2 separate regions of the Zea mays genome follow, and region 2 is linked to region 1. A link is a contact called in public Hi-C data. All regions are on one chromosome and are shown on one strand. The core of a region is the stretch at or near the end of the contact, and the rest is flanking DNA. Distances in the headings are between cores, read along the strand shown. Region 1 holds the start of LOC100281572 (BEL1-related homeotic protein 30). Region 2 holds the start of LOC100125643.

What was found. A called contact is a pair of places that touch in the nucleus more often than the background predicts.
Region 2: a contact with region 1 is called in a Hi-C map of tassel, with 2.8 times the contacts expected there. The contact joins the promoter of LOC100125643 here to the promoter of LOC100281572 in region 1. A contact is called at or near these places in 2 of 25 Hi-C or Micro-C datasets (ear and tassel).

What each region holds. Positions count from the first base shown.
Region 1 is chr1:262,999,775-263,004,376 of Zm-B73-REFERENCE-NAM-5.0, reverse strand. It overlaps LOC100281572 (BEL1-related homeotic protein 30), which reads right to left and starts at 1,836. Exons shown (of 6, transcript NM_001154491.2): 1 at 1,647-1,836; 2 at 364-466. It overlaps LOC103643758 (a long non-coding RNA gene), which reads left to right and starts at 2,015. Exons shown (of 2, transcript XR_561266.3): 1 at 2,015-2,351; 2 at 3,036-3,439.
Region 2 is chr1:263,731,425-263,736,026 of Zm-B73-REFERENCE-NAM-5.0, reverse strand. It overlaps LOC100125643, which reads left to right and starts at 2,721. Exons shown (of 4, transcript NM_001112574.1): 1 at 2,721-2,993; 2 at 3,513-3,701; 3 at 3,934-4,255; 4 at 4,476-4,602. The coding sequence starts at 2,750. LOC103643763 (a long non-coding RNA gene) reads right to left here. Exons shown (of 6, transcript XR_561270.4): 2 at 3,651-4,602; 3 at 2,358-2,443; 4 at 1,977-2,133; 5 at 1,019-1,899; 6 at 580-933.

The DNA of each region.
Region 1 (4,602 bases), core at 587-3,086:
GTAATTATCACTTCTTGTTCTTTTCTCTACTATTTCTGGAGAACAAGCAGACCCGATGTTCATCGTATAGGAAAATATAACTGACAACATAAGACGTTGGTTGGACCTATAGCTATAGGTGGTAAAAGTGGTCCTTCATCCATGACATTAGCTAAAGTTGTTGGCTTTTTTGCTCTTCCTTACAAGAGGATAAGAATATGGTTGAAAATTCCTTCTTTCACCAAAAAAATGCAGCCATTCAAGGCGTCCAACCAGAAATTCAATTCTATAAAACATAGGCGAAATTGCAAGATAGCTGACAAAAATTTATTTCGAGGAGGGAAAGTTTTTTTTGAACAAGACATGTTTGTAAGATATCAATACCCTTTTCAATCACTTGGCTGATGACTGAAGTGCGCACTAGGCTTATTAGAGCTCCTGCACCTGCTCAGCACGCCAGTAGAATGAATACTTCTGCAGAATCACTCTGAAAGGAGAGATGAAATAGCATGAGATCTCTAGTTCGAAGTTACCTAGAAAAGACGGGGATGTCTTGTTCAAATGACTGAAGCAGCTGTAACTTTCAGTTTTTTAATGATATGAAAGAGGTGAGATCAGGAGAAATGTCCTAGGCAAAACTTTGTTTTCACAGACAATGAAAATAAGACTCAACTCGGATTGGATAAAAAAAAGGAGCTAAGATTTTTGTCATATAAAGTATATAAGAGAGTAATTAAGGGAGTAATCCAACACAAGAGCCACCTCCAGAAAAGAAATGAGTAAACTGATAGGAAGAAAAGAAAAGGAACCGTGCTTTAAGAGCATGGCTTTCATGCAGGCATCCAAGGAGAGAGAGAAAAGAAAAGATTCAAGAATCGGCTGCAAATCCAAAAGGGCTCCACCGCAATCAAGCTCAATTCTATCATCCCGCAAAAAAGACACCTCTACCGGTTGCTGACGAAGCAACTAGAAACTCAGGACTGTGCAATATCAGACGGCAATAATCAAGCACCACCAAGAAACGCTGAATTCAAGAAATTAAGCAAGAATTATGAGCCCAGGTTGAGAAGTGGGGATGGTTTCCCCGAGCACCCACATAAAAAATCAAGAATTTTAATTAAAAAGGTTCAAGAATTTTGAGGTAAATGAGGACCATGAATTCAGCAGCCTGAGCTCAATACCTGCACTTCCACAAGAAAGGCCACTCAACACAACCGCAAGAACCCCCCCAAGCCGCAGGAATTCCCCGATGAAGCTCTCAAAGCTACAGATCCCCAAGCCAGCTCAAGAACCCGGCGGACAGACACCAAAAAACTGGACAATTCGGAGAGACCAGGTATGCCCGCACAGCCCTCAAGGATCAGGAAAACCCTGAGCTCTAGCACAAGCAGCATATAATCGAGAGGAGACCAGCCAATCATTGGGGTCATAACAGCACCCATGGGAACGAAAAAGGATCGGTTGCACCCACCGAGGTCGGACGAGCCACAATTCTAGAAAAGCAGAGAAGAGCGAGAGCCCAAGCAAGCGAGCCGAATCATGTAACCGGGGAATATGCGCCGAAAAGAATTCTCTGTCACCGCTGCTGGTGCTGCAACCAACAGGCGGGAGGGAGGAGCCAATGATGCGAAGGCGATTGATTAAGCAATAGGAAAATGGAGGCGGACCTGACGGTGTGCTCCTCGTGGGGAGCATGGCAAGACGGCAGGGATTGCTGTCCCCAGACCCGAGCCGACGGCCAGTCAGCCTTGGGAGGAGAAGAGGGTGAGAGGGGAGAAGAAGAGAAGAGAGGAGAAAGAAAACCCAAGCCCCCTTCCCTCCCGCTCGGTATGTATGGGGACAAAATCAGATCCCAAGATAACAATACCAAAAGCAAAAGAAGATAGGAGAGCGCTCTCTCTATCTCTCGCTTGTTCCTCCTCCTCGTCCTCCTTCTTCCTGCCCCCGGAATAAAAAATTCCTGCACCACCACCCACTAGCTGCAACAAACACCAGCACCCAATATAAAAGTAGTCGGAGGGCCTGCTAGAAGAAAAGCTGTTTCTGCCCTCCTCCTCCTCCTCCTCCTCCGTCTCTGCTTTGATTATTGTTTGCTGCCCGGAGTGGACCGCTGGTGATGGTTGATTATTGTCGTGGAGGGATTATTCGGTGGGGGTGGGGGTTTGCGTTGCGGGGTTTAAACCTACTGTACTCAACTTGGCAGGTCTGGATGGGATGGAGCTCTGCTCGGACTTGGCTGTGCGTCCATCCACCACCACATCTTCCTTCCGGTTGCTTCTTTCTTCACGATAACGCGTACTGACATGGGCCGCTCTCATTCGCCGTCCGCGTTGCCGCAGCCCCCAATTATGCGGCTATTCTATTCGTCATAGGTGAGTACGCATAATAAAATTAAAGCCCCGTGGTGTACCAACTCCTTATTAGACTTTTTTTTGTGGTTAGCTCCTCGGTCCTCCTCTCCTCTCATCTGTTGGGTACATCCATCCTACACATCACCCTTCGGCTCAGCTGCTACACTAGTATAGTAGAGTAGTCCTAGTTTAATGCTGTACAGGCACCGGACCATCTAGTAATCCAAGTTTTAATACTGTACAAGTAGTGCCATCATCATCATCATCCATAGTAGAGCTCGAAATTATGCAAGCAGCTTCGAACAGTAGGTCGATATGGCCTATGGACGGGGAAAAGGAGAAGTAGCAGCCATCTTTTGAACTAGCAAGGAGAGGGAAGTATTGGCATGTGCAAGTCCGAGAAATTGGAGTTGGTCCGGCCTCCTATATTATGACCGGAAATGCGTTTCGTTTGCCTTTAATCCGTACGGATTTTTATTATTTCTACAGCGTTTTTTGTCTCTAGATTATACAGTCCAAATAGATGGTTTTAATCAAAAGCGACCTGAGCGGCGCACGGAAACGGAACTCGTTGCCAGCCTGAATAATTGGAGTCCTCTTCTGTTCGCCCCCAACGTCTTCGCACGCGCTCGGACGCTCGGTGACCGTCTGACCGACGCTGCAGGTTCGCAAGTAGAGAGATCTCACAGTCACTGGATTTTGTAGGAGCCGGCGTCGGGGGAGTGGAGCAGTACTCCTGGGCTCCCCGCCTTGCCGCTCTGCGCATCGTGAGGGGCCGGCGTCCGGCGAGGGTGTCACGACGGGAAGCTCAGAGTGGAGAAGGGACCAAGGGACACGAGCACACGGCGCCGGACTCTGTTTCGGGATTCTCTCTGTGTGCTTTTTCTCGTGAGCCGGGAAAGATCCAGACGGCAGAAATCATAACGGATCATGGCTTTTGTTGTACTAGCTCCGAATCTCGTGAGATTTTCGCAGGACAAGCACAAGCTAGTGGCATTCTACTGTTTTTTTTTCCATAGCTCTAAAGTCATAATTCCATGGATTTTGTAACTTACAGGTTGTCTTTTTTTCTGTTTCAGAAAGAAGAAAAGAAAAACAGTTTTTTTAGAGGTAACGGATCCTAGCCTGCCTGTTCTTCTATTCCTCGTGCGAAGAATCAGAGCTAAATAAATAAGCATGTCCGGATCGCAAGTTGAGAACTGCGCCTTTTCAGAACATATGCCGTCCAGAGTTTTGTCACGTGATCGCTACAAAGGACAGCAACTCTCCCGAACACAGACATCGACATGAGCTGTTGAACACACGAAGGAAATCGTTTTGGTCACAACAATTTAGGCACAGACGCCGCAGGTGGTGGAAAATAACGCCGGCCCGGGCCTGCTAAAATTCCCACCCGTTTATTCGTCCCACCAAATTAATGGCGTACGCGCCCATGATTCGGCGACATGCAGCGCGCCCCCACAGATACGCCGGATCGGCGACGGCGAATCGTTTGAGCACAAAGACAGAAGTCATGGGCAGGGGATAGATATATCGCATGTGACATCCGAACTCCCCATGACAAACACTGCATTGTGCAGTGGTGGGGGTGGGGTCGTGGGGGACCCCAAGCAAATGCTATGCTACGCTCACACGTCACAATGCATCGGGAAAAAATAATGGTAATGCTATATATTTCTCCAAGCTGGAATTTGAAGGGTATATATATAAATACAAGGCCTTCTTTTTTATGGTTGCTTTAGAGGTTTGTGTTTTGTCATGATTGCTTTCGCTTGATTCTTTTCCCCCCTGGCATAAATGATTTTTAGGGCAAGTCTCTCTTTATCGTGATTGCTTTTGCATGGTTTTTTTTCGACCGAAAAGAAAGTACGACGCAACTACATTCGTACGGAAGATGTTTATTTGTGATTATAATTTCGTGTCGCATGAAAATACAGTATTAATAAATAAATAGGTACACGAATCTGGTACGCATTGTATCGTTGCTTACTGCCAGTTATAAATAAGCAGTTTCCCTTTTGTAATTACATCGATGACAACATCTATACATACATGTGGGAATTAAAATGATTAGAAATTGATGATGTGGTGCTAATAATGTGGTAGTACGTACGTCTTTTTTATTTATTCTGGGTCCGCTGCCTTCGTGTGCATGTAGAGATTATATGGAGAAATAAATTTCGGGGTTGTGTGTGGTCTCCATACCGTATGGCATATTGGCATTGCACGATTGCTTGGGTCTTCCTCGTGCCCTCTTGCTGGGAAGAGTAGC
Region 2 (4,602 bases), core at 1,472-3,971, 730 kb before region 1:
ACCCTACCATGTGCACTACGGTGCCCGGATTCTTCGCTGCTGTCCTGTCCAACGGGGATACGACGCGTGGCGTGACGTCGTCTCGGTCTCGGGCACCTTTGCGTCCTGCTCCCCGGCGGGGCACAGGCGTGGTCCGCGTCGCGCGCGCGTGACTTCGCAGTCGCAGCACCGCCATCCGTCCGCGCCGCGCACATGGGCCTCCAGCCACCCCCTGCTACGCAGTACCGGCGTGAGGAGGAAATGCTGGCTCTGGCCGCTTGATTTGAACCAATGGATTTTGTCTTCAAGTGTGGTTCTTTCCCAACGTGCAATAATGCACCTACGCATCAACAGAAAACCTCCAAAAAAACCAGAGTCATTAAGATGGGAACACAGGAAGAGCAAGTTTCCATCTCAAAACATTAGTCGTTTTAGAGAATTAGTATATTCATGTAATTTTTTATGTATGTGTTTTGTATATATGTCTAAATTTATTATCATTCATTTGAATATATACATAAAAACCAAGAGTTAAAACGACTAATATTTTATAACAGAGGGAGTAACTTACGGTGGAATTTATAATGTCTTAACTTACGGTGGGATTTTATAATGTCATCATGTCACATATAGTAGCTAACTACAAATCTAGTTATATAATAACTCTCCTATGATACAAGTTGTACATTTAATACTTGGGGGGCCATAGTGTCACCTCAATCTCTGTAACCTTTTATACCTAGACTTAGATATACAACAAAATAATCGAACTTTTATATAGTAAGTCCATTTGCGGCACACCCACTCCACTCCACTGCTCAGCCACACCGACACGCCGATGCGGCCGCTCTGCGCCCCAGCACCTCTCCCCACTCCAACTCCTGAGTGACGAGTACAGCAGTGGGTACAAAATATCGTCCTGCCTCCTCCTGAGTGGTGGTCCATTGTATTCTTCTGTAGGATATTTGCAACATTACTACCCTCCTCATGTACTTTTGCGTTGTCTGAAAATGTGAGAGAGAAAGCAACTTGTACGTACTCCTCCTATATACGGCTGGAGTCTAGCTGGGCTGCCGTTGGCGGGCCTTGGCCTTGCCGTCGTCCACGAGACACGCAGACGCAGGCTGTTGAAGCGGGCACATGACTGAGGCATCAAATCACATTGATGGCCCGTGCGCGACGCTGCACAGTTGGCAGCAATACCCACGTACACCCCTGTACGTGCGTACTAGGAGTAGTACTCTGTAGCAGGTAGCCGTGCGGCCGTGCGGGCGGTGCCGAGAGAAGGGGGTCGGCGCAGCGTATCCAAGTGTGCCGTGCATAGGTTCTGTCAAATCTCCGTTGTCTGGCCTGCACACAGCCACACACATAAGAATGGTGACGATACTGTATGGAGTACATACTAACAGCTAGTACAAAGGTTTCCCGCTGGCACGTCGTCGTTGTCGTTGTCGTGACAAAGAAATTGGGCCGCCGCGCCGTAAGAAGAAGCTGGGTTGGTGCCGTGCGTGGGCTTGGCTGCTTGATCTGCTGTGTGCTCCTAGGCGGGCAATGAATGAAGCCCCAGCCATACGCCCGTCCAGGAGGGGAAGGCGAAGGAGGCGGACTTGAAAAGCGTCACCTCAACCTCGTGACCGCGCAGCAGCAGCAGCGGCGGCGGCAGGCCCATGGAGCCTGCTCACTGCTGCCAAAGCGCCTGGCGCGGCATCGCGTACTTTCCATGTAGCTGCCATGTTTGGCGCGCGGGCTAAGCTGTGGTGGCGTTCTTGGAGTCGGATGTGATTTTTGACTCCTGGCCACAAGCAAGCACCCCAACGCACTAACGGTCCGTAGGAGTGGCTCCTCCTGTTACAGTATTACTGTGCCAAATACTCCTCGTGTTTGTTGTTTGCTTCAATGGAGGCCTAAAGGTGCTGCCGTCTGTCCAATTAACATCGTCGTAAATGTCAAGTTAGCCTTTCGTAGTAGTAAGGCCAGTTCATGTAGGGCACATTTACCTTCACAGATACTCAGGCAGTAAAAGTCCCCTTCTCTCTCCCTCTCCAGGAGGAGTCAATGCCCTCCGGTTTAACATTGGCGCGCGAGGAGGCGTCACATTTGCGTCCTGTGGCCGTCACATGGATGAAGCCCCGCCATTTACTTCCTCGTATTTACCTGCAAGGATACAAAAGGCCCTACTTATTGAACTACAAGTACCGGTACTCGTTCGCACAAGTTTACTCACGCAGCGTACAAAAGACCACACAGTCACGGACAGTTATTGCCTTCACTCGCATAAAAAAAAAAAGACCATCTTTTTTTTTTTTGAAGACGCATGGGCGGCCGCGGTAGGGCCTTTTCGGTTTGCTCATGATGCTAGAGGGAGGAGTACGTGGTACCTTGGGCTGTAGATTTGAGATTCTGCTTTATTTAACCGCTCGCTGCTACACCGTCCGTGGTACCCGTTGTCAACTCACTGTCACTGCTGCTCATAATAACAATAATAAAAATATTGTACTCCTTTGCGCTCGTCAAAAAAAAAACAAATCTCTCTCTGAAAACTCATATCCAAAGACAAAAGAACGGACGAAAGGACCGGTGCTATTTAAGGGCCACCCCTCTAGTCCCCCAAAGAGCCCACCACACAAACGGACAAACCCCTGCCTCCCACCAGAAAAGCAAGCAGACCACACCCACCCGCCTCTAAACCAACCAGCCTGTCCCCATTCCCCGTCCCCGGCGATGCACGCCAGCATCCACTCCCTCCCGTCAGCCTCTTCTTCTCCCCCTGATGAGCGCTGAGTTCTGTGCTGCCGCTGCTGGTGCTGTGGCCATGGAGCTCGGAGTCGGGGATGTGATGGGGCTGCAGCAAGGCATCGCCGCCGCCACCGGGCCATCGTCCGGAGACAGCGACCTGGGTCTTCTCAAGCGAGCAGGCCTCGCCCAGGCAGCCACCTCCTACCCCTCCCCTTTCCTCGACCAACAGAAGATGCTCAGGTTCTCCAAGGCGGCGGCGGCTCACACGTCGCCCTCAGGTTCGTATGCCTTGCCTTGGCCTTCCTCAGTCCTCCGCAACGCATATTCCCTTCCCTCGCGCCCATCCATTCGTTCCTCCCTTCTTGGATGGATACCTTCTCTGCGAAACATGATAGACAGCGGTAGGCCACTCTGATACACTACACTCAAGAAAATGGACTAACAAGACTATTCACAAAAAAGAAAGAAAAGCAAAAGTCAAAAGGACAACAGCAGCATTCATGGAACTTGATGAGCCCTCATGAATGCTAGCTAGGAGTATCTACTATATATGGAGGGGCCTGGCCTAGCGGTACCGGCCATAGGGATTTGGCCCAACACCACCCGCCGCTCTCCTCTCCTTCCCTCCCTCCCCGGCCAAGAAGGCTGCCTGTTGTAAAACATTTCGTCTGCTTTTTCACCTTTATTACGTACGCTTTTGTCCTGGCGCTCCCTCCCTTCGCCATGCCCATGCACGTCCCAGCGTTTTCAGATTTTCGGTCAGACTAAAATATTCTCCTTGTTTCACCGTCATCCAGGCCTAGACTTCGGAGGAGGCCCGAGCGAGCAGGCTTTCCTGCTGTCCAGGACCAAGCGGCCGTTCACTCCGTCGCAGTGGATGGAGCTGGAGCACCAGGCTCTCATATACAAGTATCTCAATGCCAAGGCCCCCATACCTTCCAGCCTGCTCGTTTCCATCAGCAAGAGCTTCAGGTCATCCAACAGAGGTATGCATGCATGTTCTCAACCACAAGACTAAAAAGGAGGTTCTCTACTTCAAAGCTGTTATGCTAGCACCTGCAATAAATAAACCAAACGAGAAGAGAGAGAAAGTACATATATTATTTTGCACAAATGAATAAAGAATAACCAAACCATTATATATGCCATAAAGATTGACCACTGTATTGCCTTTTTGAGTATAAATGTAATCAGAGCTTGACAGACTCTCTAACGCAGTGAGCTGGAGGCCTCTTTACCAAGGCTACGCAAACGCAGACTCCGACCCAGAACCTGGGAGGTGCCGGCGGACAGACGGAAAGAAGTGGCGGTGCTCCAAGGAGGCGATGCCTGATCACAAGTACTGCGAGCGCCACATCAATAGGAACCGCCACCGTTCAAGAAAGCCTGTGGAAAACCAACCTAGAAAGGCCACCAAGGAGGTGACTACCGCTGCTGCTGGCTCGTTGCCGTGTGCCGGGCCACAAGGTAGCTTGAAGAAGGCAAAAGTTAATGACTCCAAGCCAGGCACTGGCAGCTATTGGACAGATAGCTTAAACAGGTAAATACCACCAGAGTCATCTCCTTGTTTTAGCATCATATCTGAATAATAAAATCCCAACTTAATACTTGTGAATCCTATTATAAGAGCATCGACGATGCTTCATTTTCAAGTACTAATCTGGAACAGTATTAGTATGTTATGGTTCTAAATAATGTTAGTTGCCACTTAGCATTCATAATAATAATTCTCATTTCGAAAACATTGTACATATTTTCAGGACAATGCTGAGCAGAGAGAAGGCAAACAAACCGACGGACGACGAGTCTTTGCTGCTTAGTTCGACGAAGAACAGTCAGCCCACCTTGTCCCTGCTCACTCAACTGAAGCAGCAGAACAAACCAGAT